Linked DNA regions of Oryzias latipes: region 1 is linked to region 2. Evidence: chromatin contacts called from public Hi-C data. All regions are on one chromosome and are shown on one strand. Each heading gives the region's core, a stretch centred on a gene start, on an enhancer-like site or on the middle of the called end of the contact. The rest is flanking DNA. Distances are from core to core; before and after follow the strand shown. Region 1 holds the start of sdhaf2 (succinate dehydrogenase assembly factor 2, mitochondrial). Region 2 holds the start of sord (sorbitol dehydrogenase).

Evidence for each region. A called contact is a pair of places that touch in the nucleus more often than the background predicts.
Region 1: a contact with region 2 is called in a Hi-C map of embryo, with 2.1 times the contacts expected there. The contact joins the promoter of sdhaf2 here to the promoter of sord in region 2. A contact is called at or near these places in 4 of 5 Hi-C or Micro-C datasets (embryo, fibroblasts and gastrula embryo).

What each region holds. Positions count from the first base shown.
Region 1 is chr3:18,851,352-18,857,712 of ASM223467v1, reverse strand. sdhaf2 (succinate dehydrogenase assembly factor 2, mitochondrial) reads left to right here and starts at 2,072. Exons shown (of 4, transcript XM_004067025.4): 1 at 2,072-2,194; 2 at 3,408-3,631; 3 at 4,311-4,420; 4 at 5,281-5,699. The coding sequence starts at 2,168. The coding sequence ends at 5,411. cpsf7 (cleavage and polyadenylation specificity factor subunit 7) reads right to left here and starts at 1,881. Exons shown (of 9, transcript XM_004067024.4): 1 at 1,405-1,881; 2 at 823-1,026; 3 at 1-91. The coding sequence starts at 1,491.
Region 2 is chr3:18,680,407-18,686,668 of ASM223467v1, reverse strand. sord (sorbitol dehydrogenase) reads right to left here and starts at 2,973. Exons shown (of 9, transcript XM_004067027.3): 1 at 2,791-2,973; 2 at 2,653-2,686; 3 at 2,088-2,252; 4 at 1,683-1,842; 5 at 1,040-1,158; 6 at 860-925; 7 at 331-509. The coding sequence starts at 2,844. terb2 (telomere repeats-binding bouquet formation protein 2) reads right to left here. Exons shown (of 8, transcript XM_020713639.2): 2 at 5,756-5,837; 3 at 5,529-5,668; 4 at 5,103-5,164; 5 at 4,953-5,014; 6 at 4,802-4,878; 7 at 4,304-4,395; 8 at 2,790-3,903. The coding sequence ends at 3,859.

The sequences.
Region 1 (6,361 bases), core at 823-3,322, 170 kb before region 2:
CATTGATTTTATTCTCGGCAAATCTGATTTCTGTGACGTCCTTCACGCCAAGCTTCTGAGCCATGCTCATGAGGTCCTTGTCAGATGTCCACTGCAGATACAGAAAAGATTGAATGGAGAAAACCACAAACGGTTAGAAGACAAGATAAACATGGACAAAAAGATTGTAGTATAAACACAAAGCTAACATACAGTTAAGGCAGATCTACACCTGCAAAAGTACAGGGTAGATCTGCTGGCTTCCAAGTAAGGAGGAACTCTGAGTCTTTGGCTTTTTAGTTTGAGGGCAGAGGCTTAGCCACCGAGGTGGTTACTAACAAGAACCATGTTTTATGTGTAAAAGCAATAAAAGAAAGAAGCTAAATACGAATTAAAAAACAACAAAGAAACATTAAGGAAATTGTTGGACTATCATTTTTAAAAATGCATTTCTAATTTCCTTATGAATATTAAAATTTGTCACAGGATTTTCATATAACTGTGTAAATTACATCCAAACCAAGAGACCAATTGTTTTTTTTTTTTAAATTAATTAACTACTGTTTGTCTTACACACATAGAAGAAATTACAAGTGTCGTGTTTTTAAGCAGGAAGAAAGTTTCACCTTTAAGAAAAAGTAAAAACGTTATCAAAAAGTCAAATATAAGATTTGAAAAAAACATTTTAATTTTCTTCCATTTATTATAACAATACGATTCTTTAATTTTAGCAACAGGTGCCTCTTTTACCATAAGGTGCTTTGGACCTCATCAACAGGAGGAAAATGACTGCACCCACCTGATGCTCAATGCTAAATTCTACTTTCGCTTTTACAGACTTACCCAGGGAAAATTTCCAATATAGATAGCCAGTCTCCTCTTTGAATTTCCTTGAGCTGTTTTCTCCATTTGGATGGATTTACCATCTTTCTTTGTTTGGGCGTGCTGCGCAGCATCCTCTTTGATATATGTCTTCTTGTCTTGATTGACAGAACCAGTTAAAACGGCATCAAAAAGTTCATTTGCTTCTGCAATTTTATCAAAATCCTGTAAAGAATAATAATAATAAAAAAAATCAGGCATAGTTTTATATCATTTGTCCATAGACAGCTGCAGTAAACACAATGAGATAAATGTCAAATTCAGGATCTCACTGGTATGAACATACAATTTATATTTTCAAATGGTCAAAAGAAATAGGGATTTAAACTAGCAATTTGTTCTAAAATATACGGTAACTGTAAGGTTACCCTCATATTTTTAGTGTGACCGTTGATTTCCTCATTTCTTAAGAAATCCGAGTTGTTGTTTTTTTGTTCGTATATTGTCAGAAAATACATTGTCACAAACGAAGTGGTATCAATATAACGAACTAGGTGCATGTTTTTTTTTCTATTATTGACTCTGAAAATGTTTTTAGCGTACCTCTGGTTCGTTCAAGCCATCATATATGTCATCGAGGTCTTGTTGTGATGTGCTGGATGATCCGGCTGCAAGCTGTGTTGCAGCCATTCCGAGAACCTCGGATGTGCAGTTCGCGCTGTTTTTTTCCGCCCACAAAATTTACAGTCTGTTTTTACAAGCACTGTCTGTAGAAATTCTCTTTCTTTGTGAATTGAGGCACCGCTAGTACTACTAGCATTAACAGTTAAAACAATGTTAACGTTTGCTGCGGAAGGCTTGCGAACAATTCACCTGATAACTACCACCAAACGCAATAAACCGGAATTTAAATGATCTAAATTGGCTTTTTAAATCAATAATCAATAAAACGTGTACTACGTTTCACGTTAAATGCACAACAATTCCATGCCAGACTACTGAATACACGCTTGCTGATTGGCTACTGCTAACGTTTTAGCATTTCAGTGAAAACGTGAACGCACCAGTGACTACCAACCGGCAAGAAAGTAAATTCCACACATAGTTCCTAGTTTAAAGTTCCTATTACGATTTGATTTAAAACAGTTGCATTTACACACCAAAAATTTAGAGTAACGCAATTCCGACATTTAAAAATGTTTTTTTCATGAAGTTGGGCATAATTACGTGAATGAGTGCCTTTAAAGTGTCTGTAGTTATGTAAAATTCGCCAACGTGAGTTTTCAGTCGGAATTTTGAAGGCGACGCACAGATTTGCTTGTGTAATTGCACAACAATCTGTCAACTTTACACAAGGAAGGTGAAGATGTTGTCTGGTCTTGTGGCGAAAAGAGTGAGTTTTTCCTTGACTTACTATTTACTTGTTTAAAACACGGTTGCCGAACAGTCAGACTTTAGAGTGGGTTAAAAAGCACGTTGAGAGAGATTGTTCCCTGCTATGTAATTGTCTCGTCGACGACCGTGTTTTATCAAACCAAACAAAGTGTAACATCGTTGTTCGTACAGAAACGGAGAAGACAAAAGTAATGTCCTTGATTTAAATCCTTGATTATATGTATATGTTTTACCTAAGAATATCTTAGTTGAGGGGAATTGTTTGATGTTAGTGCTCTTGGCTTAATGTCACTTTCTGCTTGCTGGAGAGCTTTTTCAAAAATGATCAAAACTTCTTATAATTTAAAATTTAATTAAATTTTACTTTTAGATATGCTAGGCAAAGTATGAGCTATTAAAGACATTCGTGTAACATTAGTGATTTAGTGTAAAACAGTTTTCGTACGTTTTTAATAGGAAAGGTGCTATATAAATAAAGTTTGATTTGATTATTGTCCAGTAAACATTACAAAAAGTCTTAGCAAAAAACGTTTAAATGTGTAGCCCTTTTCTATCCCTAAACAAAGTTTAATGAAACGGGCTAAAAGAGTGATTGCATAACATGACATCACGTTGAAAGGTAAATAAACTTAGCTCAAAAAGGAATGGTGTGCTTGTTAGAAAAAAGTTTTTTTTTTTTTTAAAGTGCTACGCTTTTAAGTAAAATGCTTGTGTGTAATGAGCGGCAAAGCAGAAGAGGATTTAAGTTTGAACAACCAAGACATTTCAACAAAGTACCTGTTCATTTAAGATACAAGAGGCTATAAAGTGTGTGGAAGAAGCGTATACAGTCACAACAGCCTGACTCCTCCTCGTGCTGCTCATTAGCATCATTGCACACTGCTGCAGCTGGCACTTCATCTTTCATCCGGCGTTTGTTGCAAGTCGGTTTACGTGGTTGCGTTGGTCACTGTGGCTTAAGCAGTACCCCCAAACTGTTCCCACAAGTGTTCATTGATGTCGTGGTCAGAAATACCATTCCATCCTCCAAAACTATTAAATTCTGGAGGTAGACTATGACAACCCCCATACTCAGCTTAGCTACTTATCCTGCAAATTCATTTTCCTTACTTGAAAAGTAAAACAACCCAAATGTCTTTACTTATCATAGGTTTACAATGGAATACTCAGGTGTTTCTCTGATGTCCTTTTTTGTGTGTGATTCATTCCAGCTTGTAACAGGACTGTGTCAGGCATCATGGAGACCAGCCATCACAGGGATGGTTTCATCCCGTGGTTACCGTGGAGACGCTCCTGATGACAATAAGTTTGACCTGATTGAGATCCCTTTGCCTCCATGGCTGGAAAAGCCAGACGAGCCCATCAACATCAAGAGACGCCGGCTTCTTTATGAAAGTCGCAAGAGGGGCATGTTGGAGAACTGCATCTTGCTCAGGTTGATGTCAAGTCTGGTACAATAGATCCCAGAGACCTATTGTTTCAGAATTTCTCCTTACGACATCTGCATGAATTATTCTGCATGAATTCTGCATGAATTTGGGGGGCCGTGGTGCAGCGGTAGGGCGGTCGACCCATGATCGTAATATTGCAGGTTCGATTCCCGCCTTGCACGCCCATGAGTCGATGTGTTCTTGGGCAAGACACTGAATCCGATCTTGCCCATGGTGGGAGGTTGGCGCCAGTGTTTGGCAGCGGAGCCGCCACCAGTGTGTGAATGTGTGTGTGACTGGGTCTGTGACTGTAAAACACTTTGTGCCTTGTAGGTAGAAAAGCGCTATATAAGTATACGCCATGAATTAGACTGTAATTGTCCTTAGTTATTTTAGTTTTTTTTTGCAGTTTCATGCAGGTTCTACTTACTGTCGTCTTAAACAAATATTTCCTTGATAAAGTATTTCCTTAATAAAACACCGTTCCCATGATTTAGTTTTTGTATATTTTTGGACAATTGTTTGGGCTTTTTTTTTTTTCAACAAATTTAATTTTCCTCCTTTACTTTGTCGTCATTGCGAAAGGTTCTTTCATGTGCAATGAAATCATCTCTACGGAGTATCTATGAATTTCTATTCAGGGAAGTGAGTAAAGGGTTTAATGCATTCTAATTTCTTTTGTAGTCTTTTTGCAAAGCGATACCTGAATACAATGACAGAAAGTCAGCTGCTGCAGTACGACAGACTGATTAATGAACCAAGCAATGACTGGGACATCTACTACTGGGCCACAGGTAAGATATTCATTCTCTTGTTTTTTTAATCTTGTGTTTGTTAATTTCTGGGACATTTCATTTATAACTTAAAAGCTTTCTAGCTCCAGCGTGAAATGAGAATAGTTTAGACCCAAACAATAAAACTTAAAATAGCTGTTAAGCAGTCAATGGATTTTGATCTGAGACAAATTTAGCTCATACTGTAAACATGAGGACAAAATCAATTCAATTTCAAATCATTGAATGTCCATGTTTTTATAACAGTTTCGTTGTTCTCAGCATAATTAAAGTTTGGGGGTTCAAATCTTGGCTGCTGTTTTATACAAAAAATACAAATGTAGAGATCAAGGACAGTTGATTTGGAACATCAAAGAAAAGTAGAGTCATTTAAAACGTCAATAAAAAAGGTAAAATTGAGGATAAAAGCCACTCATTGTCATTATGTGAATTGTTGACATTATAAAATATTAAAATTTGTTATGTTGGCATCATTTTTTGGCAGAGGCTTCACTGTAGAGCACACAAACTTTCATCTAATTAATAATCCCTATATCGGAGGCACACATGGGCATCCATAGTAGGACATTTCAAGATTACATATTAAGAGGGACACAATCCTGTGTAGTGTCTTTATTACCAATATACAGAAAAATATTCTTATTTTCACCAAGAGCACAATTCATATTTAATTCTCGTTGTGTCTGCCATCCGTGATACTATTTTCAGATTGTCCTAATTTGAACCGAGATGATCTCCGACAGGCTCCCTGTTGTGTACCCATCTGCCTCTCTGTTTCTTCTTGGATCCAGTAAAAGATTTTAGAAGTACAAACAATATTTTGGAAAAAACAACAAATCTTGTCCACCTTCTGTTTCTAGAAGCTCATCCAACACCAGAGGTGTATCAAGGTGAAGTCATGGACATGCTGAAGGAGTTCACAAAGAACCGAAACCACGAACAGAGGCTGGATGCACCCAGCTTAGAGTATCTGGAAAAGGAAAGTCAGTGACCCTCTGGATCTTCTCCGACTCGTTACAAGGATGCTGATATGTGGAATAGATCTTCAGAAAAATACTTGGAATGTCAGCAGTGTTACTTCAGCAGCATGAAATAAAATAGATGTGAATGACACATGGAAATATATTTCTTAGCCAGCCCTTGGATTCTTTTATTTCACCATCCGTGTAGTCGGGATTGCATTTATTATTGTGAAAATGTATCGGAATTTTGTGATTCATTACTTTCAAATTTTCTTTTTGTGTGAGATCTTCAATAAATCCAAATACTAAATACTCTGTTCTGAGTCAGTATGATGGAGTACTCACTCATGCATCACATATGTAGATTGGATGAAAGGAAGGGGCTGTGATGGACAGTATCATTGCTGTGTTACATAATAAAGGTTGTTCTGTGTAATATCTATTTTCAGACTCTAGATGGCAGTAGATCACCTTTCATTCATAGAACAAAAAAGGTCCGAGAAGCAAAACTTTCTTAAAATATGGATTAACAAATTGTTCACAATTTGACAATTTAGTGACTATCTGATAAGAACATGGTTGCAGCAAATGAACCTGGAAGTGAAGTTGTAAGGCCCGTGTAGATAAATTAAGTGAAATATTTTCAACCAAGTGTGATGTTTTCGATAGAAGACAGGGTCTGTGGGGTTTTGTTTTTTTCATATTTAATTCTAAATCTCTCAGTTGGACCTATATCTCATTAAAACCCCACAAACAATGTTGGCTTAATCTTCTGCTTCACCATAGGATCATCATATTGAGAACATTTCTTGTCTGGCTGCGTGTCATGTCGGTTCAGTGGAACCTTGTACTGATTGCAGAAAGGAGATGCCCTCTGGCCAGGAGATGTGCACAGAATATCAAAGCAGATGACAAGCCAGCGTGTGAACGCACCCAGAATTATAATGCACAAGCATGATCCAAGGTGTTACACAAACAA
Region 2 (6,262 bases), core at 1,724-4,223:
AGAAAGAATTAATGTATTCTACTATGTTAATACCTCCATGTTTTAGTTGATATTACGTGTGGCAGATGATATAATTGGTGAAATTTTTAATATGTAATGTATAATTTTAAGCCCAAATTAATCCAATACTACAAAAGGAACAAAAATTAACTATTAACAAACAGTAAAGTTGTTCAATATCAAAACACTCCAGGTCAGTAAGATTTGAATACAAGACTACTTGAATAACGGATCTAACAGCATCTTCTTTTTTTTACATTTAGACCTCTAAAGGCAGTAAAGATTCTTTTCACGGGTCTCCACAAAAAGAAGATCCTTCTGAAAACATACATAGATGGCAGTTTGGAGGCAGCTCTCAGCACCAGTGCATTCGATGGTGATTTGAGGCTGAACTCCCAGCAGGTCCTCCACTTTTTTGGCCAGCTGCTGGGGGCTATCGCTTTTGCTGACCGTCACCTGGAAGTCTGCACCCAGTTCTTTGGCCTTGGCCAGGCGGTCCGGGAATAAATCTGAACACACAAAGAGAGGCTTGTTACAGGTGACAGTAACTGAATGCAGGTATGTTTAAACATTTTGTTAGAATGTTTTTTCTAATGTCACTGTCAGAGGCCTGAAGATTTAACACTGAAACATTAAACATTAACATTCCTGATGGGGTTAACAATTACCTGGAGTGGCTTAGCAGCTCTTCCCACTTAAATGAAGAACTCAAAATATAACATGTTTTGTTGATAGAAAACGTTTGGGGTGATAATTAATCAAATACATTTAATCACTTTGACTTCCAATTCATTGACACCATTTCAATTTTTAAACTGTTGTCAATTTTCCAGATTTCAATTTAAAAAGTTTTTGTTACCAGTGATGACGACTTGAGAAGCTCCCATTGCCTTTGCCACAAGTAAGCAGACCAGCCCAATGGGCCCTATGTGGCAGACATGGAGAGATGGCTTCAGGCATCAGTTTATAATATTCTGTGGGATTCAGCTGACTGATCATCACTGGCTTAGACAGTGATACTAATCTGAGTTCAGTTTACCTGCACCGCAGATGAGCACGGAGCTCCCGATGGTCACTCCCGCCCGGCGGCACGCATGGATCCCCACAGAGAGAGGCTCAATGAGGGCCCCCTCCTCAAAGGTGACATTATCAGGCAATCTGGACAGAAATAGTGTCAGACAAAAACCTGCTTGTTAAGCAAGAGGCATTTATGGCATCATGTCCTTGGTGTGAAGTAATGAAGTTAGGGCTGTACGGTATGAGGAAAACTCACGATATGCGATATTAGTGATCAATATTGCGAAGACAATATAACTTGCGATAAATTAACAAATAGCAAAAACATTTCCATATCACTGCAAAGGTTTCATTTAAATAAAAGTCCAAATTCTCCAAATGACCCTCCTCTAATTAGGAGGGCAACATCTAACAGAAAAGCTCCATCCGATTGGTCAACAACATGAAGGGCTTCATCTGATTGCTCAAATGCTTACAGGGATTTATTTAATTTATTAAATAGTTCAAGTTGCCATGGAGATTGTTTCAGCACATTTAAGGTTTACCATTTATTGCGATTTTTGCTGACTATTTGCGATATGGATATTGCACAGCTTGAAGTCGTGATAGCGATAAATTTGCGATAAATAGTGCAGGCCTAAATGCAATGTTGAAAAGACTGTTACTTGTAGCAGAAGTTGGCACTGTGCGTGTAGTATTGGCACAGGTTTCCGTCATCTGGAGGTGTGGCACAGAAGAAGATGGTGGGGGACAAGTTATATCGTCCACTTTTGAAAAACTCGTCCATCTCGCGGGGTACGCCAGGTTCAATAGCCACTCTGTCCCCTAAGAAAAATCAAGAAGACTGTGCAAAAACTGACTCCTTTGTAGTATGAACTGATGATAGCATTGTAAAAAGATAAGGCTAAAGGTAGACACTTTGTTTGAGTCCTTTATGGGGCGGTAAATAATACAAAACAGATAAACATATCTAAATAATCTGTGAAACCCTATAGACCAGGTGCAGATATCATATCTGATAAGCTTTTTCTAAATGGGGAAAAAAATCAGACCAAACAGGCTGCACTCACCAACTTTAAGGTGCTTGACTTGGGAGCCAATTTTCACCACTGTTCCTGCAGCCTCGTGTCCCAGGACCATTGGCTTTGTGAGCACAAAGTCCCCAATTCGGCCATGTTGCCAGTAATGCACGTCTGATCCACAAATTCCAACAGAGTGCATCTGCAGCAAAACATCTACATGCAAGACATGACAGTCAGTCTTGTTCTTTTTCATGTTAGGATCATTTTACAAACGGAAGTCATCACAATTATTTTAAGGATTTTTCAACTGATCTGAAGTTGAGAAGAAAGAAGCAAATCTAAAGCTTGTCTATTGTAAATTTTCCGTTAAAAAATATGTCACACGCATAAAAATAACAAAATAAAAAAAGGATTTAATTTCCAGTGGACGAATTTGATCTTTTGAAACCAAACTTTCTTGTCTTTTTTACTGCATTTGCTACAGTGAGAGTAAAGGAAGCCCTGCGGAGGCTTGGACTCTGAACTGATCAATGAGGTGCTCTGAATGCTCCATGCTTACAACACAATTCTACATGCAGCCCCATCCCCCCTCCCAAAAAAAGACTTTCTTTACCATTCGGTCCTGGCTCCGGCACGGGGCGGTTTTCCTGCAAACAATAAACGTTTCAGAAGAAAACAAAGCCATTCAGTGCGTGCCAACTGAACTGCAAGCCGAACGCGAAAGTTGTCATAAGAATGTGGGGTTTCGTACAAGCCTGAGGTCTCCCTTAGAGTGTAGGACCACGGACAGATTCTCCTGAGCCATGACGGAAGCCTAACGCGGACAAAATAAAGTCGTCGAGCGTGGATCTTTCAGGGCAGAGTCTTAGAGCTCGTCAGACGCTGTCAGTGTCAAAACACATACACGACCCTCACGTAAGAACAGTCTCGGAGGGCGGGGCTGCTCTCACAACAGAGCAGTTGATTGGTCAGCTAGAAGCGGAAGAGTCCATTTAAGAGGGGTGAGCGCGAATCCATTGATGTCTGAAAACCGCTTTGGAAATTCCTTTAGTCCGCTTTTTTTTATTTAGTAAAAGTACCAGTCGTTATAAAAAAATGAACATTTTGAGGTGTTAATTTTAACTCACTAGAAAGCTAACTAAAATCGAACATTTTTAACAATTTTAACTGGCTTTTGGGCAGAGCCAATGACTGACAAACAGACAGAACCAGGATGTAAACCTATTAAGACAAATAATCATTCTTCTGCATAGTTTTTAAAATGACATGTTTCCATTTCTTTTCAGTACAAATCATACAGAAGAGACAAGTGATATTTAAACTGAGAAACTGGTTTATTGCATCAGCTCTTTGGGATTCTGGTAGAAACTGGCCTAACAAATGATAACAATGATGGCTGGTTTAATCAAATCAAACAAAGAAGAAACAAGTAAAGAGACTCAAAATAACAACTCAGAAGGTATCTGGTCTAACAAAAACTTTATTTCTCGATAGTTGATCTTAAATAATCTTAAACAGCAGAGGTTGATCTTATTTCACTTAGAAACAGGAAGAAAAACTGGTTTCTTGCAAATCAACCAATCAAATGCTTTTGTAAAACCAAATGTAGGCATTCCAAAAGGCCCAGCTTGGCAACAATGGACCTTAACATAAATGTTTAATAACCACTGCTATAAACACTGTACTGTGACAAAATACAGCGTCCATCATTTTTAGATTGTGTCAAGTTTTTTGTCAGCCTTTCTTTTGGTTATGGGGGGGGTCAAACAGACGCAGGCTCCACAGTTCAAGCATGGGAAATGCTTTGGATAATAATCACTCAGTTCACCTGAATATTTCTGCAGGCTGTCCATGCTGATGTACCCTGATGGAACCAAACAAGAAACAAGCAAACCTCCATCAATTTTTTTGGGGAGTTTCATATGAATCAATAAATAACAATCAACAGGGACAATATTCAAATTTAGAATATAGACGTTCACTTTTTAAAAATAGGCTTATTATAAATTGATCTAACTTGATGAGCCATAAAAAAAAAAACTTTAAATCTGAAAAAGATTTTGCTTAACTGCTTCCAGATGAACTGAAATCTTGTTACTTTAACATATAAGTTGATAAGGAAAAATCTTTTTGTCTTTTAAAAAACAGATAAGTTGACCATTTTTATATGTTCTTTTGACCTATTTTAAATAAAGATAAACACTTTTAGTATCACTAAAGAATAAAAAGAATACCAAACCAAACCAACAAAGACTTATTCACACTTTTATCTGTAGTAAGATGAACAAAATGGCCTCAGTAAATGTGCTGTGAGACAACTGCTGTTCATCCAGAACGCTGCTGCTCGGCTCCTGACCTAAAGGAAGTGCAATCACAGGAGCAGGTGAAAAACATGACCTTTGAAAACGAGTGTATTTGTGACATAGAAAATACGCTGGGAAGGTCACAAGCTAACTACTCCGCTCCATTCTGATGTTTGTCATGCATGTCTTCGTATGTACGTCTGATGGTGTTGGGGCTGTAAGCTAGCAGAAGAGAGTGTACATATATGCATATGTGTCTCAGTTATGGATGATGGGGGGGGGCTCTGCACCAACAGTCCCACCAACAATCTATAATAAACTACAGTCACTCTGCAAAAACCTTGTTCTAGAAATCAAGAGTTAAAAAAAAATGGCATAACCATAACTAGACAACTGGGAAGGCTTTTACAACAGGACAAAAGATGACCAGAGTGCAGCTTTGATGTGCAAATAATTTACCTGTGAGAGTACCGTTTGCTTTGTTTCTTAGGTGATTTTCCTTTTCAGGAGATGAATCTTCATCAGATGGTTCACAGCTGTTCACAAAGACTGGATTAAAAAAGTGCAAATTCCACTTCAGTTCCAAAGACTCACAGTGAAGTCAACACACTTGCTTACGCTGAGCTCTTCTCCGCTCTCCTCATCCAGGCATTTACTACTCACTGAATTTTCCTGCAAAAAAACATTGTCAGTTTGGATATTTAACTATTACCCTACATAATCCACCTGTCCTAAATGTTATCCTAAATGGTACAATTACCTGTGTAACTGATGGATCACTTTCACCCTCCCAAATCAATCTTCCAACCGCCTTTCTCATCTCTTTAACAATAGAAATACACTAAGTTAGTTACAACTAAAAGAATAGCTAAAGCCTGGAGGAACCTTTTTGGGGGAGGGGGGTTGAACTAAAGACAGAAAACTTGATACACTTAAAAGACAACAAGAACTAAAAATATCCTGTAGGTACCAGAAGCAAATCTAGGACATCTGCAATGGCTTCAATTTTTCTGAATGTTTTTTTCCCTGACATGAAGCAACAGCTTTTCCACAGATGAGCACTGATGGCAATAATGATCTTCATAGACAAGCTGTGTGAAAGTGTTCTTTCTTCATATAGTTATAGTAAGTATATACCATATACTTGTGTCTTACAGTGAATCAATAAACGTGTTGTAATCCTCACCGTTCTGCACTGGGACTGGGGGTAGCACATAATGACCAATGCATACGGATTTCACACTCTGCCTTTTTTCACAGGTCAATAGGAACAAGCTGTGAAAAACTGTCACTTTGTCCCAGAGGAAATCTTTGCTCTCAAATATCCTTAAAAAAAGAAATAAAAATGTGAAATGGTTTTTCCATTTGTTTGTATCCCTTCTTTATTTTTTCTTATTCTAGCATTCGTCTCACCTTAAAGTGTCAGAGGATGTTGCATCCTCACTAAAGATGAAATCGGCTTTTCTCCAGCCTGTGATGGTCCCACCTTCTTGTACTACCAGAGAAGTATCATCAAAACAAGCAACCAGCAAAGCAGATCTAAGAAGTGTGTGTTATTCTACATGTCCTTTGGAGACTCAAAGTTTAACCTTTTCCAAGACATCACAATGAATGGAAATTTACCACATTTTACCTTGATTTTTCCTATATATAGTACTCCTATGGTCACACACAAATATGTGGGTTCAGGTGCATCTAAAATATGCAGGATCGAATTTCTACACTAGACATTTAGTTTAATGTGTAGTTATTTACTTAAAATAAAAATCACATTTTCTATATAACTTTCTATACTTTTGTGCTACATGTGAAAACAAAAATTTTTACTTTTATTTTTGGTATTTTTGAGGAGCTATATTTACAATAGATTATTACTTTACAATAACACAATAATACATACACAATTTTATCTGTGTTTTG